2 separate regions of the Sus scrofa genome follow, and region 1 is linked to region 2. Evidence: chromatin contacts called from public Hi-C data. All regions are on one chromosome and are shown on one strand. Each heading gives the region's core, a stretch centred on a gene start, on an enhancer-like site or on the middle of the called end of the contact. The rest is flanking DNA. Distances are from core to core; before and after follow the strand shown.

Region 1 (6,841 bases), core at 1,437-3,936, 510 kb after region 2:
CATTGCTATGGCTCTGGCATAGGCCAGTGGCTACAGCTCCGATTCGACCTCTAGCCTGGGCACCTCCATGTGCCGCGGGTGCGGCCCAAAGAAAGAGCAAAAAAAAAAGACAAAAAAAAAAAAACAAAAAACAAAACAAAACAAAAAATTTCTAGGCAGCATCCAATGGCCTGTCTGGTTAGGGAAATGGAAGAAAAAGAACTGGAAGATAAGAGACCAGGAGTCCTGTGCATAGACATATGGGTGATAGCATGAAGTGTGAAGACTTGTGTATTATACATGGATACCGACCAGAAGGTTTCTACCACAGAAAAAGCCCTGAACAACCAAGAAGACAAAATGAATAGCTACTTGACATTAGCCAGTCTTTGTCATTAGTTACCCAGAGCAAACAGAATAGACACACAAACAGAATGGACATGGTGGTAGAAACAGAAGTTATGTGGGAACCCAAGAGCTCCCCACTTACCAAAGCCAGTCTAGCTACTGCAGCATTTGATTATCCAACTTGTCAACAACAGAGACTAACACTGAACCCCAGTTTGGCATTATTCTTCAAGGAAGTCAACCAGCCACTTAGTAACAAGCTGACTACAGAGAGCCCCTCCATCCTGGAAAAGCCTGCCATTGATTCTCACAGGGAAAGACACAAATTCCAGGTGTGGGTTTGCCTTTCCTGCCTGCAGAGTCTCAGCCAGCACTACACTCAGGGGCCTATGGAGCATCTCAACCACAAACCTGAAAACTTACACAGGGCACCAAACCAGGAGACCAATTTCACCATGAAGGTGATGTGAGAGTGAGCCCATGACCATGGGATCCACACATCACTTCACATGTTATACATGTTACAGACAGAGCAAGCTATAGGATTTAGAATGGCCTCTTCTTAGGTAACAAAAGACCTTGTATCATTTTAACTCAATCTATTGATGTATTTTGCCATGGAAATGCAAGAAGGGGAGAACACTGATATACAGAGAGAACAGAATGAAGTAATGACATAGACAACAGCAGACACAGAGACAAGAGTGTATCTTGATAGAAGTCTAGTTTCCAGCTCTCTTGTTGACCACAGCCCATGAGGAATCTCTGTGCCCTGACAATAAGTTACCGCCCTGCCACCTTTTTGCATAAGCATGCCTGATTTGGTTTCTATTACTTGCAAGTAAAGAATCTTGTCTTGGGAATTCCTGTTGTGGTTCAGTGGGTTAAGAATCTGACCAGTATCCATGAGGATGTGGGTTCAATCCCTGGCTTTGCTCAGTGGGTTAAAGGATCCAGCATTGCCATGAGCTGTGGTGTAGGTTGCATACATGGCTTGAATCTGGCAATGCTACAGCTGTGGTGTAGGCCCAAAGCTGCAGCTCTGATTGGACCCCTAGCCTGGGAACTTCCATATGCTACAGGTACTGCCATAAAAAAAGAAGAAGAAGAATTCAATCTAACACAATGAATTCTAGAGGAAAATTTTCACATGAAGAACTTCCAATAAATTATACAATTGTCCCAAATGGAAAAAACTTCTCATCATATTTAGATTTAGACAGACCCTCATCTGTGTGTAGAAGAGACTTCATCTTCTCATTTATTATAAATAGGCCCTGATCCTCTGATAAATATTAGAAAAGGTATGATACAGAAAATGGATTTGTTTCACTGTTTAGCAGATAAAAAATAATAAGTCTTCAAGTATGCAATATATTTCAAAAGAAGGTCTACAAGAATATATAACATTGAAGGAGAAAAAAAGGACAAGATTCTAGATTTAGAATTTCTTAGAAACCTGAAAGAAATTTTATGATTTATCTTTTATTTATTTTTCTTTTTCTTTTTTATGGCCGCACCTGTGGCATATGGAAATTCCCCAGGCTAGGGATCAAATCAGAGCTGCAGCTGCCGGCCTATGCCATAGCCACAGCAACACCAGATCTGAGTGGTATCTGCGACCTATGCCACAGCTTGCAGCAGTGCTAGATCCTTAACCCACTGACTAAGGCCAAGGATCAAACCTGCATCTTCATGTATACTAGTCAGATTCTTAGCCCACTGAGCCACAACAAGAACTCCATGATTTATCTTTTATTAAGTTAATTTATCTTTTATTAAATTAATGCACCAGGAGTTCCCATCTTGTCTCGGTGGAAATGTATCTGACAAGTATCCATGAGGACACAGGTTCGATGCCTGGCCTCCCTCAGTGGATTAAGGATCCGGCGTTGCCCTGAGCTGTGGTGTAGGTCACAGACGTGGATTGGATCTGGCGTTGCTGTGGCTGCAGCATAGGCTGGAAGCTGCAGCTCTAATTAGACCCCTAGCCTGGGAACCTCCACATGCCAGGTGAGCAACCCTAAAAAGACACACAAAAAAACAAACAAACAAAAAAAAGGTTTAAAAAATATATCACTTAATTAATGCAACCATTAAAAGGCTAGAAGTTAAGTATTTGGAATGCAATAATAGAAGAATAATATAGCGAATAAAGTATACTTCGAATGTATATTATTGTTATTTACTGGCTGAAATGAAAAAAATCTTGAAAAAAATAGACAAATTTCTTTGTTTTACTTTCTCTTGATATCACTGCCAACAATGCCCTCTAGTGGTAAAGTATGTAGGTAGTGAAGACTGGAAAAAATGAAACATAGTTAAGCAGGCCTGTTAAACTCATTGCTAAGATTTTCATGAAACTATGAACTTTTACACTTCCAGTTGGTAACTGAATGTTATATTTGGCAAGACACAGCATATACCTTAGAGCACAAGCGTCTCAAAGCCAATTTTCCCCTGTGGCTTTCCTGAACGTATGCCAAACAGCACATGAAAATTGCCATCTGTAATGTCTTGCAGGGGCATTTCTGGGTCACAACTTCCACTACGTACTTTAAAAGAAAGTAAAATCTACTTTTATTGAGGATGAAATCAATCTCCAAAATACTTCTGCTTTTATACCCAATTACCTTCAAGAATTATAGCTTCAGACAACAATAATGACTCCTGTTACCGCTTTCAAGATCTTATCTGAATTCTGAGCTCATCATCTAGGCAAAATCCCCTTGCTTGAGAATTCTTCAAACAACAGCTCTCAACTGCTGGGGTGAGCCAGTCAAAACAACAGTTACAGTTACAAGAATGAAATTTCTCCAACCCAAGCTCAGCAAAGAGCTTCCCAAAGGAACTTCAGCTGAAGGAAGAGAATGAAGACAACGTACACAGCTCACTCCCCTCTAATTCAAACCAGCCAATTGCTGGCTCTAGTCTCTGGCTCAAGAGCTCTTTGTCTGCAAATTGTTCTCCTTTCTCTCTGCTCCTAGTCTCCTTTCCTTAAAATTTCCAACCATCCTATGTTCTCTTTAGTAATTAATTATGTGTGTGATTTTGAGAGACATTTAGACCCTTTTGTGATAACTATGTTTGCATGAGAGTATTTGCTCTGATGCTCTGTATGACTTTTCACTAAGGCATTAGCCTACTATTCCATTCTGCGATTTCATTTATTTAAATAGAAAGAAACACATCCTCAGATAGCTATGCTGTGCATTGACAAGGGCCATTAATATTAATATTAATTCCCTTAGAAAGATTGAGATGACCACATTCTGTGAATGCTAAATATTTCCTGTATCTGCGTTGCTAAAATGGAATCCAAATACTAAAAAATATCTTTGAAGACCTCTTGCCTTCATCACCCTGTAGACAAACCTCATGAGGCAATCTGAACTTCAATACCATTTTCTCCATTGCCATTTCTGATATACTAGATATACCTCAGTTTTGGGGGTCAGAGGAATTGGCTCAAGTGTAAATCTCAATCATTGCCATTGATTTGGCTGTGTTGTTCAGTAAGTCACCTTTGCGAAGTCATCTATGTAGATAAGTTTTGGATGGACTCACAGAATAATTAAATAACAATTTCACCTATGCCTAGCACTAGGACAAATGAAAAAATACTAAAAAATCTTGGAATGGCAGCATATAATTCTGTAGTTCACAATGTATGCTTTATAGAATGATCCCTAATTTACCTGACCATGGAACTCTTTTTTTTTTTTTTCTCAGAGTATTTCAGGAAACCAGGGTATGAAAAAACTCTTCAGGAAATGGTAGTATAGGGTTTCTCTGGAAACTGACCTTCAAACTATACCCCTTGAATTTTTTCAGTTGCACCAGCCACATTTCAAATGGCTACCATATACAGTGCAGAATTGAACATTCCATCATCACAAAATGTTCTATAGAATAGCACTAGTCTAGAGTGTTCCTTATAACCTTGTAACCCTATTCAAACTTCATCTTAAGAAGTATTAAATTGAAGTGTTTAACAGCAAAGGAGAATGAAGTTCCAAATGAGATGGAAATAGCATACCCCATGCTGTCTCTCCCACTGAATGCAACTTGACTCATTGGAGAGGATGGATGGAGCTGTTACCTGAGGCTTTTGGAAGGGAAATAGCAGCAGGCATCTTGGGGAAGACAAATAGATAGCTGATAACCACTAAACTGGGGGTGAGTTTCTCCCACCCTGGATTCAAAGGCAACCTGAAATCCAGAAATGTATGCCAGAGCAGATGGAAGGGCTCCCAAAAAAGTCCTCTTTTTCTTGTCTGAGGAGCAGAAAAATGGCCTATTATGGATCGAAAAAGATTGAGGGAAATCCTCTGGGCTTTTTGTGTGTGTGTATGTGTCTTTTTTTTATTTTCACTTTTGTCTTTTTTGTTAGGGCCACACCCACAGCACGTGGAAGTTCCCAGGCTAGGGGTCAAATCGAGCTCTGCAGCTGAAGCCCATGCCTCAGCCACAGCAATGCCAGATCCAAGCCACATATACGACCTAAACTATAGGTTGCAGTAACGCCAAATCCTTAACCCACTGAGTGAGGCCAGGGATCAAACCCTCATCCTCACGGATACTAGTCGGGTTCTTAACCTGCTGAGCCACAATAAGAACTCCTCTGGGCTTTTCTTTTCCTCTCTTGTCCCAGTTCCTGAGCAATCCTAGAGTGACACAGAGGCAACAATAGCAGAACAAATGTCTAAAACTCAGAGGGAAGGCATCCCTTCTCTCTGACCAGAGGAACCGTTGATCCAAGAGTGTGAGAGGAATCTCCACTGTTCTTTCCTCTCTGATCTCTCAGTACTTGGTCCTGGTAGCAGACATAGTTGTGGGGAGTACATAACAGACCAGGGAAACTGAAGTCCTGGCTTTCTAGTTGGAAGACCAGGAAATGCATACCTGGGAGCAGGAAAGATTTCCTTGGAGGAAATCATAAAGAGATTTTCTGGAAGTGCCATAAAATAATATCTTAAAACTATATATGAATTTCTGGGTTCATCTCTAAATTCTGCGTGCCTGGACCTGACCCTAAACAACATATGGAAGGCATTGGGAACTGATCTACAAGATGGACCATTGTCCAAGCCCCAGACTGGTCACTGAGTGTTACACACATGAGATAGACCCAAGAAGCACAGCAAAGGCTTTGAAAACTGATCTGATGTTGGAATCGGCCAAAAGGAGGCGGGGTAAGAACTTGCAAGCTAAACCTAAACTGTTCAATTACCTACCACACAAATGAACAAACCAACATTCTCCACCGGACTTAAACAAGACCTAACATTTCATAACATAATATTCAAAATGTCCAGAATAAAATTTAGAATTATTCAACACATAAATATCAACAAATCTTGATATTTCTCAAGGGAAAAGACAATCAACAGCCAAGAACATAGATGTTGACATTAGACCAAGACTTTTAAATAGTTATTAAAGTCATTCTCTAATAAGTAAATGTGAAAACTCTTGAAACAAATGAAAGATAGGAAGTCTCAGGAGAGAAATAGAAGATACAAAAAAGAACCAAAAGAAAAGATTAGAATTGGAAAAATACAATGACTAAAATTAAAAACTCACTGGTTGGGCTCACTAACAACATCAAGGTATCACTAAAAAATCCAAACTGAACAATAGGGATTTTTAAAGTTTTTGTGTAAGAAGATCTTAAAGGACCTATGGAACAATATCAAAAGTTCTAACCTTCGCATCTTTGGAGTCTTAAAAGGAGAAAAGAAAGAATCATGTAGAAAAATAATTGAAGAAATAAATCAGTTATTTATTTTGGGCATTTAAAAATGACCAAATTTGGTAAAAGACAAACTTGCAGATTCAAGAAGCTCAGTGAACCTCAAATAGAATAAACTTAAAAAAAATCCATACCTATATAGTACCAGAGTCAAACTGCTAAAAACAAAAGACAAAGAAAATATCCTGAAAGCATATCGATACCTTATATTTAGGGGGATGATAATTCAAATATCTATGACTTGTCATTAAAAACCGTGAGAGCCAGAAGGCAATGAAACATTTTTTAAATGCTGAAAGAAAATAGCTTTCAGGAGTTCCCATCGTGGCGCAGTGGTTAACGAATCCGACTAGGAACCATGAGGTTGCAGGTTCGGTCCCTGCCCTTGCTCAGTAGGTTAACGATCTGGCATTGCCGTGAGCTGTGGTGTAGGTTGCAGACGCGGCTCGGATCCCGCATTGCTGTGGCTCTGGCGTAGGCGGGTGGCTACAGCTCTGATTCGACCCCTAGCCTGGGAACCTCCATATGCCATGGGAGCGGCCCAAGAAATAGCAACAACAACAACAATAACAACAACAACAACAAAAGACAAAAAAAAAATAAAAAATAAAAAAAGAAAATAGCTTTCAACCCAGGATTCTGTATCCAGTTAAAATATCTTTCAGGAATATAGGCAAAATAAAGATATTCTCAGATGAAGAATGACTGAGAGAATATATCATCAGCAGATCTGCTCTAAAAAAGTGCCAAATAAAGTCT
Region 2 (6,920 bases), core at 2,923-5,422:
TCCTTTGGATTCTAGCACTGTGCAATCGACATGTTAATCTGAGGAACATGTTAGCATGTGACATGCAAAATGATATGACACGGTAAAATTTTTTTTCAGTAATCCTGTGATGAAAAAAAACATAATTCCTTTAATGATGTACTTAGAAAAAGGATTATCTACAACAGAAAAATCACAAGGGTAATGCTAATTAAAAGGTGTCTCAATTTATTCCTATGAATTTCCCACAAAGCCCCAATGTATTCATTTGCCCTGATAGCTGCAAAGGTTATTCTATGTTATACTTAAAACCAAAAGAAAGAACACAGGACAGCCAGGCTGGCCTTTGTGTTGGGAGAAGGAGATTTAACAGTGATAAAGAAGGCAATGTACAAATGCAGAACTCATATTACTACCTTATTCATTACAATAACAACTATTTATTGAGCATTTACTATATATCCCAGGCACTGGGTATATAGACTGGTGAATAAACCAGGCATGATTTATGCCTTCCAAGGGCAAGAGAAAAACATTATACAGGTAATACATAATTACAAATTGTGGTAAATGTTAAGAAGGAAAAGATAACTGCTATGAGGGAGGCAGCAAAGGGGTTCTAAGTTGCATGATGATAAGAGTGGCCTTCTCAGAGAAGACCATCAGAGGAGACTGAACTAGCACCCAAGGACGAGAACTTGTTCAAGAGGTAGTCCTGAACCAGAGCAGCAGCTGGAGCCCTTGAGGTGAGTCTGCTAGAGGGCTGGATGATGTGGCGGACAAGAGATGAAGATGGAGGACAGGGCCAAATCACACAGGGCTGTGCAGGCATGTTGAAGATTTTATATTTTTTTTCCCAAGAATAAGAGCTCTGAAGACTTTAAACAGCAAGTGACTTTTTTCTCTTTCTGGCTGCTGGTGGGAAGAGGGGCTGGAAGGTGGCACTGTGTGTGGAGAAGGTCTCTGCAGGGGCAAGGGGATGGTGGCTGGAACTAGGATGGGAACACAGTGCAGACTGAAAATCAGGTTTGAAAGAGAATTTTGCCAGAGAAGTAGACAGGACTTTGTGATAAACTAGTTGGGTGGGGATGTCAGAACAAGAAAGATAGTGGAAGATATTCCAGCCTTCTGGCCTGAGCCACTCAGACATATGAGATGAAAAACAGAGGAAGAACAGTTAGAAAGGTTGAGTAATCAGAGCTCAGTTCTGGAGAAGTAGGAGATGGTGCCATTTACTGGCTAATATGTGCCAGACACTATGTTAGGTGTTCTCCTTGTCACAGCATCGCTTTTTAGTAACAATATCCTCATTTTACAAAAAGCAACCATAGATCACAGAGGCTGAAGTAACATGGCCAAGCTCTCTCAGCTGGGAGTGAGACAAAGTCACACTTGCCACCTGAGTCTGGCTGGTTGGCTGTGGAGGATAAGCATTCTTTCCACTAAACAGAGTTCTTGGAAACTATTTCTACACTTTGGATTTTGAAATCTATTTAGGACTGGAGCAAGATATCATCCAAGGAGAGTAAACAGGTGATACATTATTTTTTAAATCCAAATCCTCAGAGTTATGATGCATAATGTTTTCCTATCCCACACCCATTCCCACTCCACTTCTACCTGCAAAGAGTTTTGCAATGTTGTGAACACTAGCCAGATACCTAGGACTTAGTGTTTTATAATAAATGAGCAAAGCCATGCCAGGAATCAAGCATAATGAAAAGAGCAACAATATCAACACCAAAGTATATTTTTCCTCTCAAGCCATTACATACATCAACATAAGACAGGATCAATTAGTAAGAAACTCTGAAAAACTCATCATTTCTCAAAATAACCAAGGCATTCAAATTAAAAATTAATGCAAGCCACCCAGTATAGAAGATACAAAAGCTAAGCATTGAGATTCACATTAACAAAAATGGACTAGGAGTTTGGGGTTAGTAGGTGGTTCAAACTATTACATTTGGAATGGACGGGCAATGAGGTCCTACTGTATAGCACAGGGAACTATGTCCGATGTCTTGGAACAGAACATGATGGGGGATGATATGAGAAAAAGAATATATATATACACACACACACACACACACACGTATATGTATGACTGGGTCGCTTTGCTACATAGCAGAAATTGAGACAACACTGTAAATCAACTATAATTTTTTTAAAAAGTAAAAAAAAAATGACACTTTAAAAATATTAGGCAAAAAGAAATCATACCACAACCTAATAGAATTTATTTTTTATGATTTTTTCCATTATAGTTGATTCTAATAGAATTTAAAATCTGCAATTGCCAAATATCTCGACCAAATGCCAAATTTAGGAAACATGCACCTTAAAAACAACTTAAACATTCCTCTTTTTACTGCTTTCCCTTGCAGCATGCTGACAGTTCAGCAAACTGAAATGCCTTTCCTCTCTGCAGAGTCCCATGATTTCCTCCCTCTCTGAGCTCTTTGATGCCCTCCTCAGCTATTGAAGCCTCGGAATCAGGCTTTATCAATGACCCTAGAAAGAATTCAATGCATTACTACCAAACGTGTCTATTATTGAGAGTATCAGCTAGAGACTCTTAAAAGGAGAGAAAATGAGGAAGGGGAGATTTTTGAAAGGATTTACCATCTACATTACAAATTATATTTATGTTGGGTCTTGATCCTTCAAAAGAACAATCATCAAGTTATGCTCAGTCTTCTTTAAGTGGGGTGTGGTCACATGTAATGTTTATAGTTTGGGGAGAGTTCCCCATGAGGATAAATAGAATTAAAAGTACAATTAATATGCCAGCTAAAAGATAAAACCTCACACAAGCCACCTTTCAAAATGACAGTGCTCAGTCCTGCCTCCTGGTTCCTGCCTCCACTCAGCACCTCTCCCTGCAGAGGGCTAGGTGGCATTCACTACCGCCTCACCCAGGCAAAGAAGAGGATGCTGATAATACATTAAGTCTTCCCATTTTTTCTGTTCTTTCGCACGAAAACCAACTCCTGGCAACCCAACGATGAAAGACTTAAGAGAAAAGAAAAAATTTTTAAAAAGACTACCTGGGGCCTCCTACCAGAATGGGTAGTTAATTCAACCGACAGAAAAATCGGAGATCGATACATATTTAAAGGTGCTTCCTGCGAACAAAACATATCTAATGAAGAACTGCTGAACCACATTATACTAGAAAATCCCTAAAATGTTGGTCCTCGCTGGCACCAGGCTGGAGGAATTTTTTCAACGCAATGCTTTGATGTACTGACAGGCTAACATCCCGGGTTGAAAACCAGCTATGAAACGTGCCCTGCATCTATTTCCCGTCTAAATGCCTAAAGATCTGACCCGCAATTATACCCAAAGCTTGCCCTGCACTGGATGCCATCTGATGCTGAGAAAGTAGTGGTTTAGCAACACCAGGCGGCTCTATTATGTTAAAATAACAACGCAACACTCGATTACGAACCCAGGTACTCGGCGCGTAAGCCCTGTGCCACACGAGGACCCACATTCAAAGCTCAGGGCCCTTCAGGTTCAATCTTTTTCAGCTTTCTGGGCCGTATCCTCTCTAAGTTTCCAGTTTGCAAGACGGAATTACTTTGAAAGTCTTCTGCACTCCCCTCCCCAGACGGGTTGGCGGCACGGGGGAATAGGGACGGAGGATGGTTAATCGTTCAAACATTTTAAAAACCGGTAAACCAATCATTTTTTTCAAAGGAGAAAATAAGCTTTCACCAAACCGCCGCTCGGCAAGCAAGCATCCGATTTCCATTTGGAGAGAAAAATATTAAAGAAGCCAGACGTACATTTCCCTTCCCAACAAAAGTGGCCTCTAAACTCCCCGGCCAAGGGCAATGGGAGGAAACAGACTGGGAACAAGCTCGTAGTCTCAGTCAGGCGCGCGTGTGCGGCGGGGAGAACGCGCAAAGGGGAGACAGCGGGGAAAAGGTGAACCGGAGGAAGCGGGAGCCCGCGGCGAGGGCAGATGGGGCGAAGAAACCAGAGGTGCGGAGAGAGGGGCGGGGAAGGGGGGAGCCCGGAGGCTCCAGGGGAAGGAGGGAGGGGTCCCGAAAGCTGCCCGGAGATCGCGGCCGCCGAGTAAAGTTAATACTTACTCAGTTTCGCAACTGCGCCGCCCCCGCAGGCCGCCTCGCGGGGCCCGCCGGAGCGCTGGGGACGCGGCGGCGCCCGGAGCCCGGCGGCCGCCCAGCGCCCGTCCCCGGCGGCGCAGCCCCGCGAGCCTCGCTCCCCTGCGCTACGCGGGCCGCGCGCCCCGCACCGGCGGGAGGCCCCGGCTCCCTGGTGCTCCCTGTCCGCTCACCTCCCGCCTGGCGCTAGGTGAGCGCGGACGCCTCGGGCGGGGGTACAGGGGTGGGCGAGCGCGCAGGCAGCCGCGGCGCAGCCGGCGGGAGCAGCCCCCAGAGCCGAGCCAGTGCGGGGGGCGAGCGGGCAGGCGAGGCTCGACGAGGAGCGGGACTCCGGGCGCTGTACGGGGCGGCAGGCGAGCGCAGGCGGCGGACTCGGCGGCTGGCTCGCTCCCGCGGCCGGTGCCTCTGGGCAAGGGGGCCGGGCCGGGGGCCGGGCCGGGCCGAGCGGCCAGGCGGCTCCGCCCCTTTGTCGGGCCGCGGGCTGAGCGCGCGAGAGCGGCGGCGCGGGGGCGCCCCCCTCGGCCGGGTGCTCGGGTTACAGCCGCCGCTCCCCGACTCCCCCGCCCTCTCCTCGCCGGTTCGCCGGCGCCGGGAGAGACCTTGTAACGGAACTGGGACGCCAGCGCTGCATTGTGGGAGCTTTTAAAGCGGCGGTGAGCGCTGCGAGGCCGCTCGGGCCCACGGTCCCCCGCTCCGCCGGGTCGGCGGAGGCCAGTGGACCTGAAAGCTAGAAACGGTGAGATGACCGGTACTTCACTGACGCTCACGGAGTAAAATCTTCCATAGCCCCGGGGTGAGACTTGCAAAACTGCCTTTCACTGTCACCCCAGCAAGGAGGAGGCTTTTTCCACAGACGCTTAAAAAAAAAAAAAAGAAAAGGCCCTTCCATCCCCTCAGGACTGGGTTTGAATTGCTTTTCATCTGGAGTGGCAATGATTCAGCGACCCCCTTCTCAGCAGCAGGCAATGACAGAGACAGGAGACGAAAAACACAGCGAGTGAATCAGACGTGAGTAACCAAGTTTAGAAAGAGCTGGGCTCAGATTCAGAAAACCGCTCCCCCCCCCCACCTCGCCCCCCGCGCAAATATAGCAAATAGTCAAGGAAAGCTGTGCTTTCTTATGGAAACGCAGATGTGTGTGTTGTTCTTGTTATTCACCTTTTTTTATGACATGCAGTACTCTAGTCACTGGACAACATCCAGTCTTTGGTCCAGACTTTTGCTCACACATGCCCACAACGCAAGAACAGCAATCAGTTTGGAGGAAGAGGGGCTGAGGAGATTCAAAGAAGCATTCCAGTTATAAGATGTCCCTTTTGATTCTCCAGACACTCGTTTTTGGGTTTCTGGTGTTGGGTGTTTTTGCTTTTTTTTTTTTTTTTTTTTTTTTTTTTTTTTTTTTTTTTTTAAATCAAGACAGGGATATTAAATTTGAAGCACAACTTGTTACCGCTTGTCCTATTCAGGGCTTGATTTGTTTGGAGTTTGGATTTGTAGGCCTTTGGTTTCTTCCTCTTGTTTTTTGACCTTAGTTATTGCACAGCTCTTTAGTTCCTCTACCTCAGAGGTGAACTGAGGAGACAGATGTTAAGATTCAAATTTGGCTTGCCAACATTTGGAGAATTGAGGGACAAGAAGCATTCTCTATGATTCAAATGTAAAACCCCGTGGAAACTTTTAAAGATGACCTAGAGCACAGATCCTCAGAGATTTCCAGCCTTAAGGTTAACGTTTCCTCAGCTCTCATTCTTTCGTCAACCTTTCACTCCAGTGAACAGCATCAGTCACCACCTAATTGCCAGATCTAATGGAAAAATTCAATCTCCCTCTTGTCGTGCATGCCCTTGGTGGCACTTGCCCATGTTGACCTTGCCTTCCTTTTTAGGACTTTCCTCCCTTTTTTGGCTGTGATCATCATCCCCCTTTTATGGCAGTCTTGAAACAGAGGAGATAACAGGCAAGACTGTGGCTATTGTTAACTAGGACTCAGGATCTTACCAAGTAGAAGAACTTTAATCTATTGGTTTCTATTGGTCACCAGGCAGGTCCTGACCTCAATTTTATCATGCATCTAGAGGTGAACCAGTTGATGACTCATTATAACCAACTTTCATGTGACCAGCATTTAAATCAGGATGAGACTTGCTATGACTAAATAACTGTCCACTTTTTAGGAGAAGTGCTTACTAGGATCCTGGTACCCAGTGAGGTATCCCTACCTTCAAATCAGGGTGTGCCTTGCTGGTGGCTGCAGAAGTTGGTGAATATACCTCTGTCCTGCCTGGGTAAACCCAGAAGAATCTCTTCCCCACCTCAGCCCCATGTGGTTAATGCATTCTTTCTTCAGCCTATAGTTCAATTTGTTTTGAGCTTTCTTAGCTATAATCACATCTCTGCTAAGCCTTCCTAGGATCACACCAAATGTCCTTAGCAGGATTTGTAAACAACCCTATTTCTGGTTTCTAATTATATTCCCTGCAAGTAACGTAACTAGAAAGGGTGAGTATTCATGCACTTCAAGCCCTTTGACATAATCAGATTTGATTTTCAAGAAAAGAATCTGAAAGGAGAGATTAAGAAAAGAGGAAAATTTCAATGGGGAGAGATATATGTGGAGAGCAGAGGGCATGAACACACGGGGCCAACACCTAGAAGTATACTGTATGTGTTATTAGTTTAGGAGCTAAACCACAAATATATTAGTTACCACAAACTTGGTAGCTAAAAACAAGAATGTGTTATCTTACGATTCTAGAGGTCAGATATCTTAAAATCAAGGTGTGGGTTGTGTTCCTGTTGGAGGCT

The links. A called contact is a pair of places that touch in the nucleus more often than the background predicts.
Region 1: a contact with region 2 is called in a Hi-C map of subcutaneous adipose tissue, with 2.8 times the contacts expected there. The contact joins the enhancer-like site here to the promoter of RASSF8 in region 2. A contact is called at or near these places in 1 of 5 promoter capture datasets (fetal liver), 2 of 47 Hi-C or Micro-C datasets (embryonic fibroblasts and subcutaneous adipose tissue) and 1 of 2 datasets of contacts at active chromatin or transcription factors (alveolar macrophages).

Annotation. Positions count from the first base shown.
Region 1 is chr5:48,352,560-48,359,400 of Sscrofa11.1, forward strand. All of the region lies in intron 12 of LMNTD1 (lamin tail domain-containing protein 1), which reads left to right. Among named protein-coding and RNA genes, the nearest start is that of KRAS, 150 kb to the right of the region's middle. Within about 2 kb of position 2,687, at least 4 of the 83 cell types and tissues checked have an H3K27ac peak or open chromatin away from gene starts, as enhancers often do. A contact at or near this core is called in fetal liver and subcutaneous adipose tissue, where this site is marked.
Region 2 is chr5:47,843,298-47,850,217 of Sscrofa11.1, forward strand. RASSF8 (ras association domain-containing protein 8) reads right to left here and starts at 4,173. Exons shown (of 6, transcript XM_005653134.3): 1 at 4,083-4,173. LMNTD1 (lamin tail domain-containing protein 1) reads left to right here and starts at 5,002. Exons shown (of 18, transcript XR_002344073.1): 1 at 5,002-5,123.